7 separate regions of the Mus musculus genome follow, and regions 1, 3, 4, 5, 6 and 7 are each linked to region 2. The links are chromatin contacts, called in public HiChIP or PLAC-seq and promoter capture Hi-C maps. All regions are on one chromosome and are shown on one strand. Each heading gives the region's core, a stretch centred on a gene start, on an enhancer-like site or on the middle of the called end of the contact. The rest is flanking DNA. Distances are from core to core; before and after follow the strand shown.

Region 1 (2,700 bases), core at 121-2,620, 2.7 Mb after region 2:
CAATTCAAAGTCCTTGCCCTTATGGAGCTGGGCAACAACACCAGGTGAGCTGTAAACAACAGCAGGTACGCTGAATGTTGTACTTAGAATTAAAACCCGGTAAGAAGATAAGAGATGTGGGTGTTGGCAAAAAGAAAAGACCAAAGTGAAAAGAGTAACGGAGTGGTCAGAGGAAGACCGATTGAACTTTGATAGCACCGATCCCGAAACCTCAAACAACTATGGGCCTTCTTACCTTTCTTGAATATTCAAAGAAATTAGTTTCCCCCACTCTAGCTCAGCAAAAAGACATTCGGGAAGATCCAAGAAAAAAGGGTAACGTCCTACAACAACCTAGTCCATTAAGAAATGAGCTGTGACTCCCGTCTTTTTAAGATTCCGCATGGTCGGACTGGAGAGATGGCTCAGTGGTTAAGAGCATCGACTGCTCTGCCAGAGGTCCTGAGTTCAATTCCCAGCGATCATGGCTCACAACCATCTGTAATGGGATCCAATGCCCTCTCCTAGTGTGTCTGAAGACAGCTTCAGTGTACTCAAATAAATAAAAAAATAAATAAATCTTTGCCGGGCGTGGTGGCGCACGCCTTTAACCCCAGGCAGAGGCAGGGGGATTTTTGAGTTCGAGGCCAGCCTGGTCTACAAAGTGAGTTCCAGGCCAGCCAGGGCTATACAGAGAAACCCTGTCTCGAAAAATAAATCAAAAAGGATTCCGCATGGTGAAGAGTTGGCTCAGCTGGCCGCTCCTCCAGAGGACCGGAGGTTCGGTTCCCAGATCGCACACAGTGAAGCTGGAAGCAGGTAGCGGTAACTCCTGTACACACACGGCATGCATAGGCACAGATAAACGCACATAAAAGTAAAGCAAATCTAGAAAAAGAGGGGCGATCTAAACTGTCTTTAGTGTCTTGATGCATAATTCATGAACCCGTCTAGCTTCCATCCTCCCACTTCCCCAGAGGTCTCTTCCGGAAGCCCGGGAACGCTCTCCTGATGCTCAGCTTCAGCCCTTTAACACACGCTGCCTTCACGTCCGGTTTGGGCGTCACATCCACCGAGCGCTCCACCGGTCCCCGGGTAAGGAGCTACTTCCGCCCTTACGTGTCGTAACTTCTGCCCTCAAGATGTCCGAGCCCTAACAGCACCGGATGTGCTCGAGCGGCTCTCGGAAGTGACTCGGACTCTGACCTGTTTCCCCCCCCTTTCCTTTCCTGCTGCCGCCCTCCCCCCGCTACTTTCCTCCCCCCCCCCGTTTTCGTTTCCGGCTCTCCCGCCTTCTCCGAGAAACGACTGCACATTGAAGCTGTTGGGGGGGGTGGGGGGGGAGTGGGCGTGGAGGACTCGGGGTTCCCGGGAGCACGAGCCGCAGCACCACTTCCGGGTGAGTGTCCAGGAGGGCGGGGGCCCCCCCACACCTCGCCTCGCGCCCCCGCCCTGCGGGTGTCTCGCGCGCCGCCCGGCCGAGCGTCGGGGTCCGTCTGGCGCCTGCGGTGCATGCCGGCGAGCCCCGCCTCGCGGTTCCGAGCCCGCGCCCCGCGGGTCCTCCCGCTCCCTCGGCTCCTTCCTTCCCCGGTGACCGCCGCCCCTCCCGCGCGCTGGCTCTGGCGCTGGCGTCGCCGCCGCCGCCGCCGCCTGGTGAGTGTCGCGCCGCTGCAGTCGGTGCGCGCCGCTGCCCCTCGCTCCTCCCCCCCCCCCTTTACCTCGGGCGAGTGGGGAGGGGGGGGTCCACGATGGGACTGTGAGTGCGACTGTCCCGGAACCGGAAGTGGCGGCGGTGGAGGAGCGGGCGCTGAGGAGGAATGGGGGGGGTTTAGGGGGCGGGTGCCTGTCTAGTGGGTGGCAGAGTTCAGCTCCCTGGAGGGGTGAAGGAGGGACGTCCCAGAGACCGGTCTTTGAGGAAGGAGTGGGACTTGACATCGGGAGGAAGGACCGGGTTCGGTGTCTCGGGGGAGCGAAGGTTTTAGGGGGACAGCTGGGAGCCTCCAGTATATAGACCACTGAAGGTTGAAGGAAGTACTTCTTGGCACAAGGCCTTGGGTAGGAAGGGGGCGAAGTCCTAGCTGAAGTGTGTGTGTTGGGGGGTTGGGGGGGCGAGGCTAGAGGAAGTGGCTGGGCCCGAACTTGGCACTGTGCCTGACACAGGGCTAGGGCATCCCCCCTACCCTCAGCTTTGCTTTCTAAAGCCACTTCCCAGGAGCAGGGACCTTCCTTCACCTCTGACTCCTGGTTCCCTGTAGCCCTGGGGGGAACGAAGAATTAAGTGTCTGAGCCCAGGAGTGGAACCCAAATGCTGCTAATAGAATTCATCTTAGTTTTGGGGAACTGGCTTTATTTCCCTTATGTACACTTAGTGGGTGTCACTCAACGCCTGTGACTCTAGCCCTTCCATCCTTGGATTGTTGGTTGGGGAAGCTGTCCGCTTTCCAAATTGCTGACAGTCAACTTGTGAGGCTCTCCACAGTTCTCTGGTGGCCTTTACATACTGGCCTCTGTAACCTAGACAATTTTGTTTCCAGAAAGTTCAGGAGCCCTGGAAAGGAGAAGGAATAAGACGACAGGAGGAAGAGAGAGAGAGGGTAAGACAATCTTGGTTTAATGATTTGGGGAGAGATGGGGTCATCTCAAATGGTTTTTCTTTTTTTTTTTTCCTTTACAGTGTGATAGAATTATTGAAGTAACCAACACCAGCGCTTGCAGAGAGAG
Region 2 (2,740 bases), core at 31-2,530:
ATGAAAGAGGTACAGAGAGGGTATTCTATCAACTTCAGTCTACCTTTCTCCCCACATCTTTTGCCAAAATATCAAAGCACTAAACAGATACAGACCCATGAATCCTCAATATCAGCATGTGAAGGAAAAAAAGTGGGTAAGGATTAGAGGCAGCATGGCACAGTTGTACAGATTACTGGAGTTATCTCACTGCACTCAGAGACGTAAGACCCTGTTACTTGCAATAGAGCCTTATATAAAACACGTTCATCAATTCGATGACCCCCTCATTTCCCCCAGATAATGAAACAGAGAGGGCCAATTTTAAAGTCTTTTCACCAGGGAAACTGCCATCAAAAACCTCGCAGGCACACAAATCTATCTTAAAATCCTCATTTTTCAATGAATGTTGTGAGTTCCAGATTCAGTATAGAAAGTGAAGAGAGCACACCGTTTAGGTGGCAAACTCAATCAAAAATTAAAACTAAGAGTCAAAGGCCACCCTAAACGTTCCCACCTTTTGGGTGTGGGTGTGTTTAAGGACTCAACTGGGGAAGACGCACACCGATGGGAAGGAACTAGAAATTAATATTGAGGTAGACATACTACTGGGCCTATTGGGTCAGGTGTTGGAAGAAGTCAATACCCTTGAGTATAAAACTCTGTTGCAGTAAGAATGGAGTGAGAAGCAAGGGTTGAGGGGCGCCTCGGAAAGACTCCCAGGGGTTCTTGTTCTTCACAGAAGCGTGATTAAAAAAAAAAAAATGCATTTCCAAAGAGAAATCAAACACACCAGGAGAAAGGGGTGGATACAGTGCTGTGCCCGAAGCGAGCGGACTTGGTAAGCAGGGAAATGTATATTCTAATAGTAGGGAGCCAAGCAGGGGAGGCACAGAAGTCGAGGAACTGGGAGATCGGGGAGCCCGGCGGAGCGCGAGAAGCAGGGAGATAACCAGACAGCATGCTCGGATGGAAGGACCAAAGTCGGGGAAGGGAGAAATGAATGAGAAGCGGTCAGAGGCAACGAGGTGACGGACAGACAGCACCGAGCACAGCGAGCGCAAAGCACGAAGACCGGGACGCGCAGCACCCAAGCACCGCAAAGCGCAGCAGAGCGGGAGGCAGGAGCGCGGCTGGGGGAGGTACCTGGGCGTTGCACACGCCGAGGTGGCTGAGGAAACATCCCCGCGCCGCCGAGACCCCGGGATGCGGCCCCTCCCCGGCCCGCGGCCGCCCGGTTACCTTCGCGCCCGGCTCCGCACCCGAGTCCTCGCGGGGGGCGTCCACCTCAGGGGCGGGGGAGGGGGGGGGGGTCGCTCGGCCTCGGCGGCGGCGCGCCGCCTCCTCCCCTTCCTGGAGGGGCGGGGGCCCAGGCGCGGTGGGAGGTGCCCGGCGCGGCCGCCGCTCCCCGCCCCTCCCGCCGTCCGGGTGCTGGCCGCGCCGCGGCTCCGCCAGGCCGGGGGCTCGCGCGGGCCTGTCACTTCCTGCCCCGCCGCGAGGGTGGGGGGCCGAGGCCGGGGGGCCGCGGGCCGGCGGGGAGGGGGCTGCGGGGAGGTGCTTCCGGGGCAGCCGACCCCTCCTCCGGCCCGCCCCCTCCCCGCGCCCGCCCTCGCGCGCGTCCCTCGCTTCCTGTCGGCGCCCGTTGCCATGGCGACGCTGCTCCCCGGCCTCCGCGCTCTAGGCCCGAGTGGGGTTTTTTTTGTTTGTTTTTCTTTTTCTTTTCTCCCCCTGGCTCTGGCTCTCTTTCTCCTCCTTTCTTCCCCCCTTCTCTCTCTTCGAATTCCGCTCGCCGTCTGAAAGCAGACGTCTAAGAAAGCGCTGGCCTCTAGAGGGGGACTCACCTCGGAGAAGAGAGGGAGATGGGGAGAGGGGAGGGAAGTGACGTGAAAGGGGGGGAAAAAAAGAAGGTATTTTCTGCAGCTTCTGGGAATAGGGGCTCGAAAGAAAGGATCAAAGGGACCAGCAGGCACAGAGGGAGGAAGCGGAGCAAAGACCCTTGAGAAACGACGGCCTGTGAAAGGAAATAGAGCAAAGGGAAGGGAAGAGGAGAAAAGAAAAACTTTGAGATAGAGGGAACGGCGAGAGAATGCTGAGTGTTTAATCCCTCGCCCCAACTCCAAGAAGGCGGGAAACAACGCCGCACAGAAACTGAACCCGTTAGAAGCAGCAGTTCATTAAAAAGCAGGAACCTGAAGCAACTTGCTTTGAATAATACTTAAGTCTGTGACGTCAGGGTTGATTGTGTGCTTCGGAATCTCTTTAAGTCACACGCACACGTGAAAGAATCACAACGCCCAAAACAATGGAAAAGGCGGGGTGTAAAGAGATGAACAATGGTGCTGCCTTTGGGAAGGCTGAGCATATGGTGGGGGAGGCCCGTTTTATTTGCAACACAAATTTAACAGGATTTAATTATTCTCAGTCTCTCAGAGCTCTTAGAACACCTACTGTGTGCTGGCCACTCTTGGAAGCTTTTTTTTTTTTTAAACCAGAGCATTGTTAGCAAAGACAGCTGCTCTCCTTAACCTTTTACCTGCCGTAGGGTGTTACCTTGTGATAATAGCTGGGATTTGTATCTTTTGCTAACCTCAGCCATAATTAGTTGTTTTCTTGAGCCCACTCTAGATTGAAAACCCAGGTGTAATTAATTTGTATTTAAGGGGGGGGGGGGGGGGAGAGGCATTCTCATTATAAATTGATGCATTTGTGTTTGTTTCAACTCCCTCTCTTAATTGGTATAGCCAGATCTCCGTAAAGTAAG
Region 3 (2,700 bases), core at 78-2,577, 3.0 Mb before region 2:
ACCTTGCTCCTTGGGGAGCAGGGGTAAGCATTCTGCTTTGGGGAAACACAATGAACACAGCAACACAAGAATTACAGGCCATCAAGTGAGATGGCTAAAGAGTATGCTTGCCAGGCAAATTTTCAAGACCTTGCCGCCTGAGTTCGATACCCGGAACCACATAAACGTAGACGATGATCAACTTTTACCAAGTTGTTCTCTAACCTCCACACGTGTGCCATGAACACAGGAGTCACACAGAAACACACCATAATAAACTGGATAATTTTAATTTTTTTAAAGTTTTTTTTTCTTTAAATGAGACAACCAGAGTAAAACATAAATGCAACTAAAAGATCATTTCCACTAAAATACTAAAACCACCAATGAAGCATTGTACCTACCAAATCCCAGGTGGTCATGTCATTTATCAAAAATTCATTGCTCAACGCTCTCGTGAAGTTTTCAAACTCCAGAAACAAATGTTTAAATCAAGGTCAAAAAAAACAAAAGAAGAGACTCATTAGCTGTCTGGTCTAGCGCTCCCTCGGACTCATCAAAACTTATTTTATAGCCGTTTCCAGCAATTCTCTAACAAGCTAACCACTGGCAAATAAAAACCCAAAGGGGCTCAGAACTGGGCCCAAGAACTATCCCGCAGTGACAGCCTGACGCGCCACCTAAGGAAAGGTGAGGGCAACCTTCCCATCCCAGTGGTTGGAAAAGTCGCGCTGAGCACAAGCCATCCGAAGCAAGCCTGCCAGAGAAATCCCTAGAAGTGGCAGAAGACACCAACTAGAAGTCGGGGCGGGAGGATTTCAGTCTCCGGCCATCGCGGGGGTACCGGCTCCGAAATCGACTAGAGACGGAGCGAGGGGCTTCGGACTCTGCCCCGCGGCGGGGACAGGGCAGCGGGCGCCCGCGACCGCAGCTGCACGGAGCGCGGCCCCGGCCCCCCCCCCCACCCCACCCCCCCGGCCGCTGCTTGGGCCCCGCACCAGGCGCGCGGCCGCAGGTCAGAGTTCCGGCCGCGCTCGGAGCCGGCCAGGCGCGCGCTCCCGGCCCGCGCCGGGGACACCTGTCCCTCAGCCCTCACCTCCTTCCGACCCGGGCAATCTGCTGAGCCCGGGAAGCCGCGCTCGAGCCACAGCCCTTCGCCCGAGTTAGCGGCCGTCTCACCGCGCGGCTCGGGCGCCTCGGGAAGCAGCGCCTCGGGGAGGGAGAGGGGGGGCGCGGAGGGAGGGGGCCGCTCGCTGGAGCCGCCACCGCCGCCGCCGCCACCGCGGTACCGCGTCGGGACTGTGCTCGCGCCGCCGCGACCGCCGCCGCCGCCGCCGCCGCGTCTCCCCGCCTCCGCGCCCGCGCGTAGCCGTGACGCGCATCGCACGAGGCGGGCCGAGCCAGTAAGACCACACCCCGTGCGCAGCCGCGCTGGCCTAAACCGGAAGCCTCCCCTCGGGAGGCTTTGGAAGCGTGATGCATCTTGGGAGTTGTAGTTCGGCCGGGTCCACAATGTAAACAGTGCGGGCAGAGTGCCTCGGAACGCTCACCCAGCTTCCTCGACGATTTCTGAAGAGATCTGAGAAGGGAGTGGGCCGCCACGGTTTAATGACTCGGGATGGAGCGTGTGTTTGTGTCAGCGGCCAACATAATGCTAGGCGTCGTCTTATGAAGGTTTCAGGATTCCGAAAGCGTTTAGTCAACTCTTCCTCAAACAGTAGGGCTTGTTTTTATTACCGTACTAACGTATGATTGATTTATGCCCTACCACTTCTAGAAGATATTCAAAATTATTTTCAATGGTCGATTGCAAACGACTTAAGCATTGTGTCTGTTTACCCAGAGGGAATGATTTGCTACGAGTGAGCTTTCCTATTGAACCAGAACAAGGAACTATAGGAGCTGGTGTGCAGAGGAAAAAAAAATGGTTTCTTCGTGTTCAGTTGTAAGAGGATTGTATCTGTCACACTCTTTAGTTCAAAACTTAATACACGTCAAAGTAAATTCGGAAGCTTTAGTTTAGACCTTGGAGGAAGCTTATTGTTCTTGCCTTTAGACCACAATCGGTCTCATAGCCAAGAAGCTAAAATGTGATGTTGAGCGATTGGAGGGAAGCAGACATGGAAAACTCTTCAACGAGGAAAAGCACTAGAGAGGTTAAAACAAGAGGATCTTGCATGTACCAGATCAGCCTGGTGTACATCGCGAGCCAGGCCAGCCTTGGCTATACAGAGTGTAAAACCATGTCTCAGAAAAAAAGAAACGAAAGAAAGAAAGGGAGAGAGAGAGAAAGACAAAGACTTGGCTACTAAGACTGAGAAAGACAATTGTACCTTTCCCATCAGAAAACAAATGCAGGCATTTGGGAATTATAAATGTGGCCCAAGGCTGGAAATATAGCTCAGTGGTAAAGCTATAGCCACTCCAAAAGCCTCGATTCCATCAATAACTTAAGGGGGGGGGGGGTGCGGGGGGAAGGATCCATAATAAATAGGGCAAAAAGAGAAGTTTTTTTTTCAGGCTGAATATAAGGTATCCCCTAAGGAAGACAGACTTAAGATAGACCATTATCTTACCAGGTATGGGGGCTCACACCTTAATTCCTAGCACGTGGGAACTGGTATAGGACGGCTGCAGTGAGTTCATGGCCAACGTGGGCCACAAGATGAGTTCCAGGTCAGCCAGGGCTAAAATGAGACCCTGCTTCAACAAAGGAAAACA
Region 4 (2,812 bases), core at 224-2,723, 2.7 Mb after region 2:
CAGTGCAAAGGTTTCCAGTGATGGAAACTATAACCAGCTACTGGGTTTAAGATGGAAGAAAATGCCAAATGCAGTGAGCTTCCCATGATAATAATGGTTATCATGTTCACCTAAAATGGAAGACCATTGTGCTGGACAGAGCAGAACAAGAAACTTAAGAAACTTCTCACAGTCTACCATGAAAGGATTCGGCTAATTTCCCAAGACTGCTTCATGAAGATTAAATCCTTCATACAGTACTGAAAAGATTGGCAAATGTTCTCCTATCTGAGACCTAGCCAGCTGTCACTACTTGGTGATGTGGATAAAGAAGTCTCATTTAATTTGGGACTGGGCATCCAGGACAGTAGTACCTCAGTATTGTTGGTTAGCTGCCTGGTGCACTTTCCACTCACCAACTATGGAGAGTTTGACAAACCTGTTCTCATCACAAGGATTGCAATCAGCTCCTCCTTTGTGGGTGAACATCCATTTCCACTTTTGCGCAATGATAATGTCTGTTATTCTCATTGTATAGGAAAAAGCCGGCCGAGTCAGTTATCCGACAGCATGCTCTTAGATTAGAATGGAGTCCACATCCTGCTGTCCTGCTTTAGCAACTGCTCAGCAGGAAACTTGGGCTTATTGGGTATAAAAGAGCTCAAATTTTATCTTACAAGTATGGGGTCTAACTACTGTGAAGGGTATATCAACTTGAGGCGACACCTATCTGCTAGAATCTACCACCAATACTAAGAGGTTTGAGTTCTCTTTCCCTAAGAGCAGCAACCTGACAGGTTTTGACTAGGGTGAAGGCTGCTATCTAGCATATACTTTGATGACCCAGTCTTTTCAGTACATAAGTCCATTACAAAACACAAACATGGATCTCCATATCGCACGCCTTTAATCCCAGCATTAGTGAGGCAGAGGAAGGTCTCTTGGAGTTCGAGAACAGCGAGGGCTACACAAAGAAACTTGTAAGTGATGAGAGATGCAAAGGGTTAAATTTGCAAAGCCTGACAACTTCTGAAGAAAGCATCTGCCTCCGAGACTATTCTACTTAAGCTGGGACGTTGGTGGCCAGATTCATAATTAGAAAAGCAAAACAGCTCGATTCCCTACTTGTTGAAAGCGATTATTTGCAAAATATAACTACACATAATAGATTCCCCCATTTACCAAACATTCCTAGTTTTGGAGGGAAAAAAGTTTGCTAGAGAATGCAAAATGGCGACTTCGCGTGACGTCATGCCTGTCGCAGACACATATTGCCGCCTTATTAAGGGCGGAAGCCAGGCTAAATCAGCCTCGCTGTAGATGACCGTGAATAGGCGCAAAAAAAAAAAAAAAAAAGTTCAGTTTCCGGCGGATGTATCCGAGGCAGATAGTTTAGTAAGGGCGGAAGTTCAGGTACGGAAAAGGTGTAATCCAAGAATGGTTACAGCGCCTGTCGTGTATCAGTCACTTCCGGGGAAGATCGGAAGTTGCTTTGTTTTGCTTCAAGATGGCTGCTGGGATGTATTTGGAACATTATCTGGACAGTAAGAGCCAACTGGAGAAGGGGGTCATGGGCCATAGAGTGGTGTAGAGGGTCCAGGTTGACAGACTTCATGGCCCCGAGGTTCTGGTAGCCTGAAGATCACAGGAAAAGGGTTCCGTGGGAAGATTTATTCGAGGGGGAAGAGGGAGGGGGCGGGGCAGTGGGCTTAGAGGCCTCGCTCAAGATCTGGACGAGGGAAGGGCTGCTCCGTGGGATCAGGGCTGGGCTTTAAAGGGTTAGGGGTAGCAGGAAAGTAGTTGCTGACTCAGTTCTTGAGGGTAGATTTTTTTTCCCCCCTAAGTTGTGCAGCGTCGTTACTTACGCACTGCCATTTGGAGCAGCTGCAGATATTCGACCTAATTCCTTTAGTCATTTATATCTCAAAAGTTGCTCCTCATTAAGCTTGCTGGGTGGAATAGAGCGACCACTGAGTTGATCGCTGAAATGCTTTACTTTATGAGCAAAATCCAGTTCTCAAAAAATGAGGAATATGTCTGTCTGTCTGTCTCCTCGCCTCCCTGGTCTTCCCCCTCCCCCGTCGTGTGTGTGTGTATGTGTGTATAGAGACTGGGAAGTGAGAAATCGGCTGGGGATATATTAGACTTTTAGGCAACTCTTAACCTGGGCATCTTAAAATAGAGCATTGATTTTAATAAAAGAAAGTAACTGATCAAATAATGGTAGCAGTCCAAATCAGAAGTGCAGACCTGGTCTTAGAGAATGACAGAAAGTTTTAGATATTAAACATGGCACACCTTTAATCCCAGCACTTGGGAGGCAGAGGCGGGCGGATTTCTAAGTTCGTGGCCAGCCAGGTCTACAGTTTGTTCCAGGACAGCCAGAGCTACACAGAGAAGCCCTGTCTCAAAAACAAACAAACAAAAAAAGATATTGAACATGGCAAGATTGATTGAATGACTTTGCGATTGAGAGAGAAGGAAAATCCAAGGTGAATTCTGCTTGGAAAATAAACTATCTAATCAGCAGTGTAGGAGATTCTGGAGTAATAACAATACATTAGTCTTTGCCTTAGAAATAGGCATTCAATCTGACAGTGAGATTATTCAGGAAAAAACTTCAGACAGTAAAAAAGACACTGAGCTCAAGAAAGCAGCATTTAAAGGATAAGATGTAGTGGTTCACGCCTTTAATTCCAGCACTCGGGAGGCAGAGGCAGGCGGATTTCTGAGTTCAAGGCCAGTCTAGTCTACAAAGTGAGTTCCAGGACAGCCAAGGCTACACAGAGAAACCCTGTCTCGGGAGAAAAAAAAATGTCGATGCTGGCAATAC
Region 5 (2,712 bases), core at 147-2,646, 2.9 Mb after region 2:
TTAAAAATCAACACAAATAGATCAAGTGAGCATAATTCTTATTATTCTGACACTAAGTCATTGAGTCTCATGGTCTCTGTAAAATGGTGTTGCTCTGGGGATCAAAAGAATCAAGGGATAAAAACTAGTCAATAGCCAGGGGTGGTGGAACATGTGTATAAAGGCAACATTAGAAGGCTGAGGCAGGAGGACTGCTGAGTTTGATGTCAGCCAGGACTGCAGTGAGGCTGCAAGGAGTACATCTCAACAACAACAACAACAACAACAACAACAACACAACAACACAAGACAATACTAATGAACTATTAAGTGACAATCAGTGTATACATACAGACTTATTGCTTCCATTTTAAAGTGAAAAAAATCCTTAAGAAATATTTTACTGAGCATTGGGGTTCCAGCCCAATCAATGGAATGGAAGGACATTAACTTCTACTTATCCTGTGCCTGATTTCAGTCTCATGGGGTGCAGAACGAAACAACCAAATTTACACATTGGGTAGTAAGGCTATGCGATTTTGCCCACACCACACATTCAGATTCTGATCTGTCAGACACACAGCCATACTGGATCTCAAGGGCATCCCTACCAGACCGTCGCTCCCGACCGCACTCCGGCAAAGGCTGCGTCACGTCCTGGACCTGCTTTTTCTCAACCTTTCCCTTCCCAACCTTTCGCACTGCCACATCTCACCTGGACCCCGCGACACCCCTCACCCGCCGCTTCTTCAACCGGAGAGCCCCCTGCTGAAAAGGAAGGAAGAAAACAATAGGGCAGGATACGCGCCAAACAACGAGATGGTTTTCAAGCTAGCGGAGGAACCGGCCAATCCGCGGCAGGCTGAGACGGAGACCCGCCTCAGCGCCAGGCGTCGCGCTCGCGGAGCCCGCAATTCCCTGTTCAAACCTCAACGGCTGCCAGGAGGCCAATCGCGACAGAGGCTGGAGAAGCCAACCAATCACAGCCCCGGGGGCGGGGCAAGCGGGCGAGGGGCGTGGCCCCGAGTCTGCGCTTTCCCGGCATCTCTACCGTAGTCGGCTAAGCATGGTCACCCGTTGTCTCTCCGCGGGCCGCCTAAAGCAGTCCAGCTTTTAACCATGTGGCGCCCGGCCCTGTACACTCCGGGAATATACTGCCCCAGCAAAACTCAGCTTGCCGTAGCGCCAGGCTCCCGTCCTCCACTTCCCTCACAGTTGAGGACGCGCAAGGGACAGGAGAGAGCTTATTTTAACGGAATTTCGGTTTGGGGGCGTCCTTTCCTGCGACAACAAACACCGCAGCGGTTCCATTCTTCCAGGGGCTAAACCGGAAGTATTTGACTGGACGCGCCTCACAGGCCGGAACTTGGAGGGCGGGGCTTGTGGCTGTGCGAGCCACCTTGGGATGACTCCCTAAGCTACCTGGGTAAGGCCCAAAATGGCTCCTCTTACTGTCACTACCGTGTGAGTCCCGCCTGGGACTGTAATCTGTGTCTTGGCTTTGGAATTCACACCCGCTCCCCATTTTTCCGGCTGGTTTGCTGCCCCTACTGAGGCGGACAGGCTAGAGTAATGGCAGGGAGTGTCCCTTGGGCGGCAAGTAGGAGACTGTGGGGCTGGGTGCCCTCGGCATGCCGAAGCTTCTCTCTGGGTAAGTGGCTTAAGTGTAGTAGGACGGCCGGCTAACGGCTTGTCACTGGGCAGTGCTGATTCATGCTTCTGTCCTTCCCTAGGCGTCCCACGGTTGGCCTTCGTAAGGCTCACTCTTCCACCTCCCAAAGTGGTTGATCGCTGGAACGAGAAGAGGGCTCTGTTTGGCGTCTACGACAACATTGGAATCCTGGGTAGGACGCGATTCCTGGTTTCTGAAGGATTAGTATGCTCTCTTGACTCTTTCGGTTTTATTTGTGGAGAGAATAGTAATGTGCCCGGGGCAAGCCTGGGGGCACAAACCTGTTACACGGGAGATGAAGCCAGGCAAGACCAGTCTGAGATGCGGAGAATAGTGAGGAGTGCGGGACTCAGTCTCACTAACACAGTAGTGGGCAGGTCTGAGGGCCAAAGCGAGTAAATGGGAGTGTCAGTATTTGAACCCAGACATTTCTGGCTGCAAAGTCTTTACTCCTTTCTTTCTTTCTTCTTTTTTAAATAAGATTTTTGTGTTTTCTGAATGTGTACCGTGTACTGCTCAAGCAATGCCTGCAGGTTCAGGGTGACTTCCTAGAACTTCCCTTTCAGGCAGTCGTGAACCTTCAGTTGAGAGTGCTGGGGAATCCTTTGGAAGAGCAAGTGTTACAAAGACTCTGTCCCTTGTACTAGACTGGTGTGTGCCTTGTCTGTCAGTAGTTCTGATCAGGGAGATGAAACTGTGTTGAAGGCCTAGTTGGGCTAGGCTGACTTCTCTTCTCTTGAAACTAGTATATATTCTGTCACGTTACAGGGAATTTCGAGAAGCACCCAAAAGAACTGATCAAGGGCCCAGTATGGCTTCGAGGCTGGAGAGGAAATGAATTGCAGCGTTGTGTCCGAAAGAAGAAATTTGTGGGAAACAGGATGTTCATTGAGGACCTGCATAACCTTAACAAACGGATCAGCTATCTCTACAAACACTTTAACCGACATGGGAAGTACAGATAGGACGGGAAATGTGTCACCCTGGAGAAGGGGAACAGGACTTATCCCAGCAAGGAGAGAGCTTTGTGTGCTCGATGTAATAAAAAAATGGGGCTCCTT
Region 6 (2,700 bases), core at 49-2,548, 2.9 Mb after region 2:
ACGTCAAGTTGTAACTGTCCTATTAATGTTACTATGTTCTCTTTCCTTTTGCATGGATGCCTAAGATATAAACATTTACACTGCATCCAAAACCTAAGCTTCCACTAAATGTAAAATAAGAATTCTAAGGCTAGGAAAACGCAACCACAGCTATAGATTCCTTTAAAGCTGTGAAGCATAAAATAATGTTGAATTTTACAACTGATGTCTAGGAAAGGGATTCTACTGGAAGAGAGAAGAAACGTCTTTAAGTATTGAGAAGGAAAAATTGATTCTACTTAGATTTTGGAGGAGGAGTAAAGAGGAAAGGGCTGGGGCTGGAGAGAGATGGCTCAGTGGTGGAGGGAGCATATTGCTTTTGCAGAGGGTTTGGTTCCCAGCACTCACATATACTCAAAACCATCTAGGGAATAACCCTCCTCTGGCCTCCAAGGGCACCCAAGCATGCATAGATGCAGGCAGAAACTTGTACCATAATATATATATACATATGTGTGTGTGTGTGTATATATATATATATATATATATATATATATATATATATACACACACACACATACATACGCATAATGTGTGTGTATATATATATACATATATGTGTGTATATATATATATATACACACATATATATGTGTGTGTGTATCTATATATCTGTATATATGTATATATCTATATCTATCTATCTATCTATCTATCTATCTATCTATCTATCTATCTATCTATAGAGAGAGGTCTCAAAAAACAAAACAAAGCATAAACATAAAATAGGGAAGTCTACTTTAGTTCAGGTTTCTGGGCTGGGTTAACTAAGTCGCTGTGTTAACAGGTTTAGGGATGAAGTTCGTGATAGGGAAGAGAAGAATGAAGAATGTGGGTTTTATGGTCTCAGGCAGGGATGGTGACGGGGTGGTCCTGTGGCCAAGGACTTCATGAATATGCATTCACTGCTGAACCTCGCAGCCAGTTGGATTCCAGCGTCTAAGTCACTTGGGTTTCCTTCTGCCAGGTGCTGTGGGCGGGAGCGGTAAGAATGACAGCAGTCTCCAGCTCAGCGATTGGCTGGTAGGCACCATAAAAGGTCTAACTCAGCGGCGGAGACAGAGTTTGAGCTGGACTTTAAGCAAGCCACTTTTGTATTGGTCAGTGAAGAAATAGAAATAAGAGGACAATGGTAATTGCTGTAGTTGTGGGGGCGGGACTAGCAGGCCATTTCTCACGAGGATTGGACCTGGAGGTTTTGACATCATCCGAGAGGCGTGGTCATGTCTAATAAAGCCGAGAGCCGGCCCTGCACCTGCAGTAAGTTCCACCGCAGTTAGAGTTCCGGGTGTTTCGTGTGAGGCGGCGCTCGACAGTTCCGTCTGCTTCAGCCGCAGTGTCTCCCTGCCCGTCTCGTTGCATTCTCCAGAGAGGGGACGGACCTCCACTTCCTCTTTCAGAAAAATGTGAGTTGACTCTGCTCTAGGGTCCTCGACACCTCTTTACCGACTCTCCCCCGCAGTGTCCGACTCTGCGGGACGGGAAATGGCGCATTGCAGCAGCTGCGGCGACGCCGGGAACCACCAGCTCGCGCCGCCCCCAGACCGGGCCACCCCGGACTGCGGGCAGCGCTCCATCCCGCACCAACTGCAGCTGGCACTCCATGGCAGGGCGAGGGCGCGGGGGTCCCACGTACACCGCACCCTCCCCTCTTGTCTTTGTATCGTGGAACCCCAAAGGGGAAAAAGTGGGGGAGGTATAGATTCAGACAGGAAACTCGGAGACCCTTTCTTGTTTGACAGACTCTTAAAGCCTCTGGGAAGACTTATAGGTGTTCCTGTCCATTCTTGACTTGGAGTGCCCGCAGTCTCTGCGTTATGCATGCCCCTCACCCAGAGTGTGATGTACCTGCCTCATGGCTGTGAGCAAAGCTGCAGAAACTTAACTTGCTAGTTCTGTGGCGCCTTGCGAGTAGCTCAGAAAGTCTCAGGGGACAGTGGTATGAAATCTTAATGCAGCTGTTTATGCTAAGGCGATTTCCAGTGATCAAGTCCTAGCCAAATAAATATTGGAGGAGAAATAGGGAGAACAGTGAATTCTTCATTTTATCCAAAACACATAGTTTAGCCTTTAGCTCTTTTTGGCATCATCCCCTTCTGTGGCCAGATAAATTAAGAACTTCCCTTTAGGATCACATACACACAATGAAGAATTTTCTTTCTTTTCATTTATTATCTGAATCTCTTGCCTGGTGCTAGATTTATTTGTGTTTGTTCCCTCTTCCTCTCTCTCTCCCTCTTCCTCTCTCTCTCCCTCTTCCTCGCTCTCTCTATCCCCCTTCTTTGTTTGGCTTTTCCATATAGGGTTTCTCTGTGTACCCCTGGCTGTCTCAGAATTCCCTCTATAGACAAGGCTGGCCTTGAACTCAGAGATCCACCTGCCCCTGGCTTCCAAGTGCTGGGATTAAAGGTGTGCACCACTACACTCTGCTTGTGTTGCCTCTATTGGCAAAAGGGGGGCAGGATTTTGTATTACATAAGGGTTATAACTCCCTGAATAGGTTAGGGTGGAGTGTTTCTACCTGCCACAAATAGTAAATAAAGTGAGTTCTCCAAAGCTTCACAGCCATTTTATCCGTTCTCTGCATTAACATTCTGTGCAGTTTTTACAAGCCCATAGATCTAGATGTTTAGGGGAGGGGAGGGGTCCTTCTTAGTTGAC
Region 7 (2,737 bases), core at 132-2,631, 2.6 Mb after region 2:
AGAGCAAGAAGAAAGGACAATTGTCGGGTGGGATACCAAGAGGCATTTAAAGAAGGTCTTATATATCAAATATCAATGAAAAACACATTTTCTCCTTTTTTTTTTTTTTTTTGGCTTCACTTTGCCAATCTGTCAGCTTACGTTAACTATATCACTGTTTCTTCTCTTAGCACTATTTTTTTCCCACTAGCAATGATCAAATCGAAAGAAGCTGAGAGTCTCTGCTCCCAATCTTTTCCTGAGTAACCACTGACCCTTTTCCCTCAGGGAGTTGGTTAGAATAAACCTTTCTCTTCAGATCAGGTTCCACACGGTACCAATGTGGCTGACAGCCAGAGTAAAGAACTTGGGACAGTTTTGAGTTTGGATCTCTGTGGGTCAAAGTCTACCCAATACAGTTCAAATCCTCTGACCCAAAGGGGAGGGCTCTTCTCTCCAGCTCAGCCAGATTTTGTGCAAGACAATTAGTATGTCAAAATACCAGTCTCTGGCTTTGGAGTCAGCCCTCTTGGGCTTACTTTTTAGCTCCACCCCTGGGTGATTCTGCTTAATTTAGCTCTCCACCCCTTTATTCTTCTAAACTTTAGTCCCTTGACCTATCTACCTGCTCAGAACAAAGAAAGTTTTAAAGACCTACGACCTAAAGGAACTGGACTATAGCTTAGTGGTAGGGCATGTGCTTGGTATGCCCAAGGTCCTGAGTTGGGTCCTGAGCACTAAAACCAAAACCAAAAAACGACAACAAAAAGCAAACAGACTTCAGAACTAACGCCTTTGCCCAGGCCAACCCTTCACAGACAGGTCCTGGAGTGGTCCAGAAGCCTAAGCCAACACCGAGTCCTAAGGAGCTAAGGATCCAGCCCGGCCCAGGATCGCCCTCTGGCGGCCAAACTCCCAACCTGGATTCCCTTCCCTGGTTGGCCTTTTCCAAGGCTTAACTAGACCTGAGCTAAATTGTCACCTCCTTCTCTGCGTCACTCGGAGGACACCGCCCGCCCGAGCGTCTCTCCAGAGGGACAGGCCCACGCGCTCCCCTGGTTAAGCGCCCCTCCTGCAGTGTGTTTAAAGGTCCCCGCAGGGATCCGCCCCACCGATCGCCCCCAGACAGCCCGCCTCTCCCCCCCCCCCCCCGCAAAAAAGGTGCGGCACACCCTGCCCCCACGTTGCGCTCAGCCGGTCCCTCCCGATTCCGCTCCGCCCCCCCCCACCTTTGCAGGAGCCTCTTCCTGTCCCCAGATCCCCGAGCCAGCTTAATGACACCTCCCACCCGCCCCAGAGGACCCGCCCTCCGGGGCTCCACGGCGCGCGCGCCGCCCTCCCTCCCAAGCAGGTGGGCGGAGCTCCCGCAGCCCGCCCCCGGGGCCGTCCGTCGTGACGTCACTTCCGTTCGGGCCTGACCGAAGATCGGCTTCTCGGGCCGAGGGCGGGGGTACGGAGGTGGCAGGCGAAGGCAGGAGGCGGTGCGGGAGGCGAGAAGCTGCCGCGCGGACCAATCCTTGCGTCCCGGGCCGCGACCCTGCTCCTGCAGCGCCCCGAGGAGAGGCCGGCCGGATGGGCCGCTGAGCCGGAGTCGGGGACCGGTGAGGCCAGGGCGCCGCGGCCCGCACGGCTGCAGGGATGCGATCCCGGGAGTGGACCTTCCTCTCCGGCTCGCCCGGCGGGAGGCACGGGCTGGGGCAGTGGCGGCCCGGATCGGTGGGCAGTGAGGCCTGCCCGGGGAGGCCTGGTAGCGCCCAGTGCCAGCAGAAGGCGGAGTAGTTGGGGGTCATTAATGGGGTGGCGGGCCGCCGTTCGAGATTCTCATCGAGTCTGGCGTCGGAGGAGGAGCTGACCGTGGCTCGGGGAAGAGAGGATGGCGGGCGGGGGTGGAGGGGCACCACTAAGAGGCTTGGGAAAAATTCCATGACCGGCTTGGAGAGCTGCTGGCTCTCAGGTCTCATAGGTTATATGGCTCACCTGGCGAAGGATCTTCCCTGGAGTTTGGAGGGGTCAGTGATAGTGTATGCAAGAGGCAGCCTTAAGAGTAGCAACACTGAGCTGGTGTGCATAAGCCTGGCCGCCTGCAGGAAACACAGCCTCCGTATCTTCACAGTGTGGAGCCCCCTGGAGCTGAGATCACGATGTTCCGCTTCATGAGGGACGTGGAGCCTGAGGATCCCATGTTCCTGATGTGAGAATTCCCTCCCCCTCGCGCCCTCAGCCCATTCGGATTCAGGTCTGAGCAGTTCAGGCAGACCTTTGAGTTGGTTCCCTTGGCTGGAACCAGTTAGAATTAGCTGGATACTCAGCTGCCGCTCTCAGAGGGAAGCCGGCATCCGTGCCACTGTGTACCCTGACTTCATTTCGGGGAGGTGAAGAAGGCTGGGGGTTAATCTGCCTTCTATAGTGTATGCTCACTCCGCAGGGACCCCTTCGCAATTCACCGTCAGCACATGAGCCGCATGTTGTCAGGCGGCTTTGGATATAGCCCCTTCCTGAGCATCACAGATGGTAACATGCCAGCAACCAGGCCTGCCAGCCGCAGGATGCAGGTAACAGTTGGAACATATCGAGACCTGGGGTGATTAGTTAAGTATGCTGCAGTTCTTGCCCTACAACCAGCTTTAAAGGGACATGACCTGCGTGGGAGGCAGACGAGTGGGGTCAGGAGTCTGGGAAAGGGGCTGTGTGACTCCTGTGGAAAGAAGGAAGGGGGGAACGGAGGCACTGACCTCCTTTGGTACATACAGTTGGTAGG

What was found. Promoter capture Hi-C pulls out the DNA fragments that hold promoters and counts their contacts. HiChIP or PLAC-seq counts read pairs in DNA pulled down with a chosen protein or histone mark.
Region 1: a promoter capture Hi-C map of pre-B cells shows a contact between it and region 2, with 5 times the contacts expected there. The contact joins the promoter of Zfp384 here to the promoter of Phc1 in region 2. A contact is called at or near these places in 2 of 39 promoter capture datasets (liver and pre-B cells).
Region 3: a contact with region 2 is called in a promoter capture Hi-C map of pre-B cells, with 2.3 times the contacts expected there. The contact joins the promoter of Adipor2 here to the promoter of Phc1 in region 2. A contact is called at or near these places in 1 of 39 promoter capture datasets (pre-B cells) and 1 of 9 other capture datasets (intestinal organoids).
Region 4: a promoter capture Hi-C map of liver shows a contact between it and region 2, with 3 times the contacts expected there. The contact joins the promoter of Ing4 here to the promoter of Phc1 in region 2. A contact is called at or near these places in 2 of 39 promoter capture datasets (liver and stem cell-derived epiblast-like cells).
Region 5: a promoter capture Hi-C map of embryonic stem cells shows a contact between it and region 2, with 4 times the contacts expected there. The contact joins the promoter of Mrpl51 here to the promoter of Phc1 in region 2. A contact is called at or near these places in 2 of 39 promoter capture datasets (embryonic stem cells and pre-B cells).
Region 6: a contact with region 2 is called in a promoter capture Hi-C map of stem cell-derived epiblast-like cells, with 4 times the contacts expected there. The contact joins the promoter of Vamp1 here to the promoter of Phc1 in region 2. A contact is called at or near these places in 2 of 39 promoter capture datasets (pre-B cells and stem cell-derived epiblast-like cells) and 1 of 115 datasets of contacts at active chromatin or transcription factors (astrocytes).
Region 7: an H3K27ac HiChIP or PLAC-seq map of embryonic stem cells shows a contact between it and region 2, with 9 times the contacts expected there. The contact joins the promoter of Mlf2 here to the promoter of Phc1 in region 2. A contact is called at or near these places in 3 of 39 promoter capture datasets (cranial neural crest, pre-B cells and stem cell-derived epiblast-like cells), 1 of 484 Hi-C or Micro-C datasets (embryonic stem cells) and 1 of 115 datasets of contacts at active chromatin or transcription factors (embryonic stem cells).

What each region holds. Positions count from the first base shown.
Region 1 is chr6:125,007,868-125,010,567 of GRCm38.p6, forward strand. It overlaps Zfp384 (zinc finger protein 384), which reads left to right and starts at 1,371. Exons shown (of 12, transcript NM_001372420.1): 1 at 1,371-1,632; 2 at 2,514-2,573. It overlaps 4930557K07Rik (RIKEN cDNA 4930557K07 gene), which reads right to left. Exons shown (of 4, transcript NR_130997.1): 4 at 2,309-2,527.
Region 2 is chr6:122,338,377-122,341,116 of GRCm38.p6, forward strand. It overlaps Phc1 (polyhomeotic 1), which reads right to left and starts at 1,281. Exons shown (of 16, transcript NM_001355215.1): 1 at 1,222-1,281; 2 at 96-104. The coding sequence starts at 99.
Region 3 is chr6:119,387,407-119,390,106 of GRCm38.p6, forward strand. It overlaps Adipor2 (adiponectin receptor 2), which reads right to left and starts at 1,328. Exons shown (of 8, transcript NM_001355692.1): 1 at 1,076-1,328.
Region 4 is chr6:125,038,375-125,041,186 of GRCm38.p6, forward strand. Ing4 (inhibitor of growth family, member 4) reads left to right here and starts at 1,474. Exons shown (of 8, transcript NM_133345.2): 1 at 1,474-1,523. The coding sequence starts at 1,487. All of the region lies in intron 1 of 4930557K07Rik (RIKEN cDNA 4930557K07 gene), which reads right to left.
Region 5 is chr6:125,190,804-125,193,515 of GRCm38.p6, forward strand. It overlaps Mrpl51 (mitochondrial ribosomal protein L51), which reads left to right and starts at 1,397. Exons shown (of 3, transcript NM_025595.3): 1 at 1,397-1,630; 2 at 1,713-1,823; 3 at 2,420-2,712. The coding sequence starts at 1,552. The coding sequence ends at 2,616. It overlaps Ncapd2 (non-SMC condensin I complex, subunit D2), which reads right to left and starts at 783. Exons shown (of 32, transcript NM_146171.1): 1 at 695-783.
Region 6 is chr6:125,214,283-125,216,982 of GRCm38.p6, forward strand. It overlaps Vamp1 (vesicle-associated membrane protein 1), which reads left to right and starts at 1,299. Exons shown (of 5, transcript NM_009496.3): 1 at 1,299-1,445. The coding sequence starts at 1,444.
Region 7 is chr6:124,930,007-124,932,743 of GRCm38.p6, forward strand. Mlf2 (myeloid leukemia factor 2) reads left to right here and starts at 1,382. Exons shown (of 9, transcript NM_001170341.1): 1 at 1,382-1,580; 2 at 2,093-2,170; 3 at 2,405-2,531. The coding sequence starts at 2,121.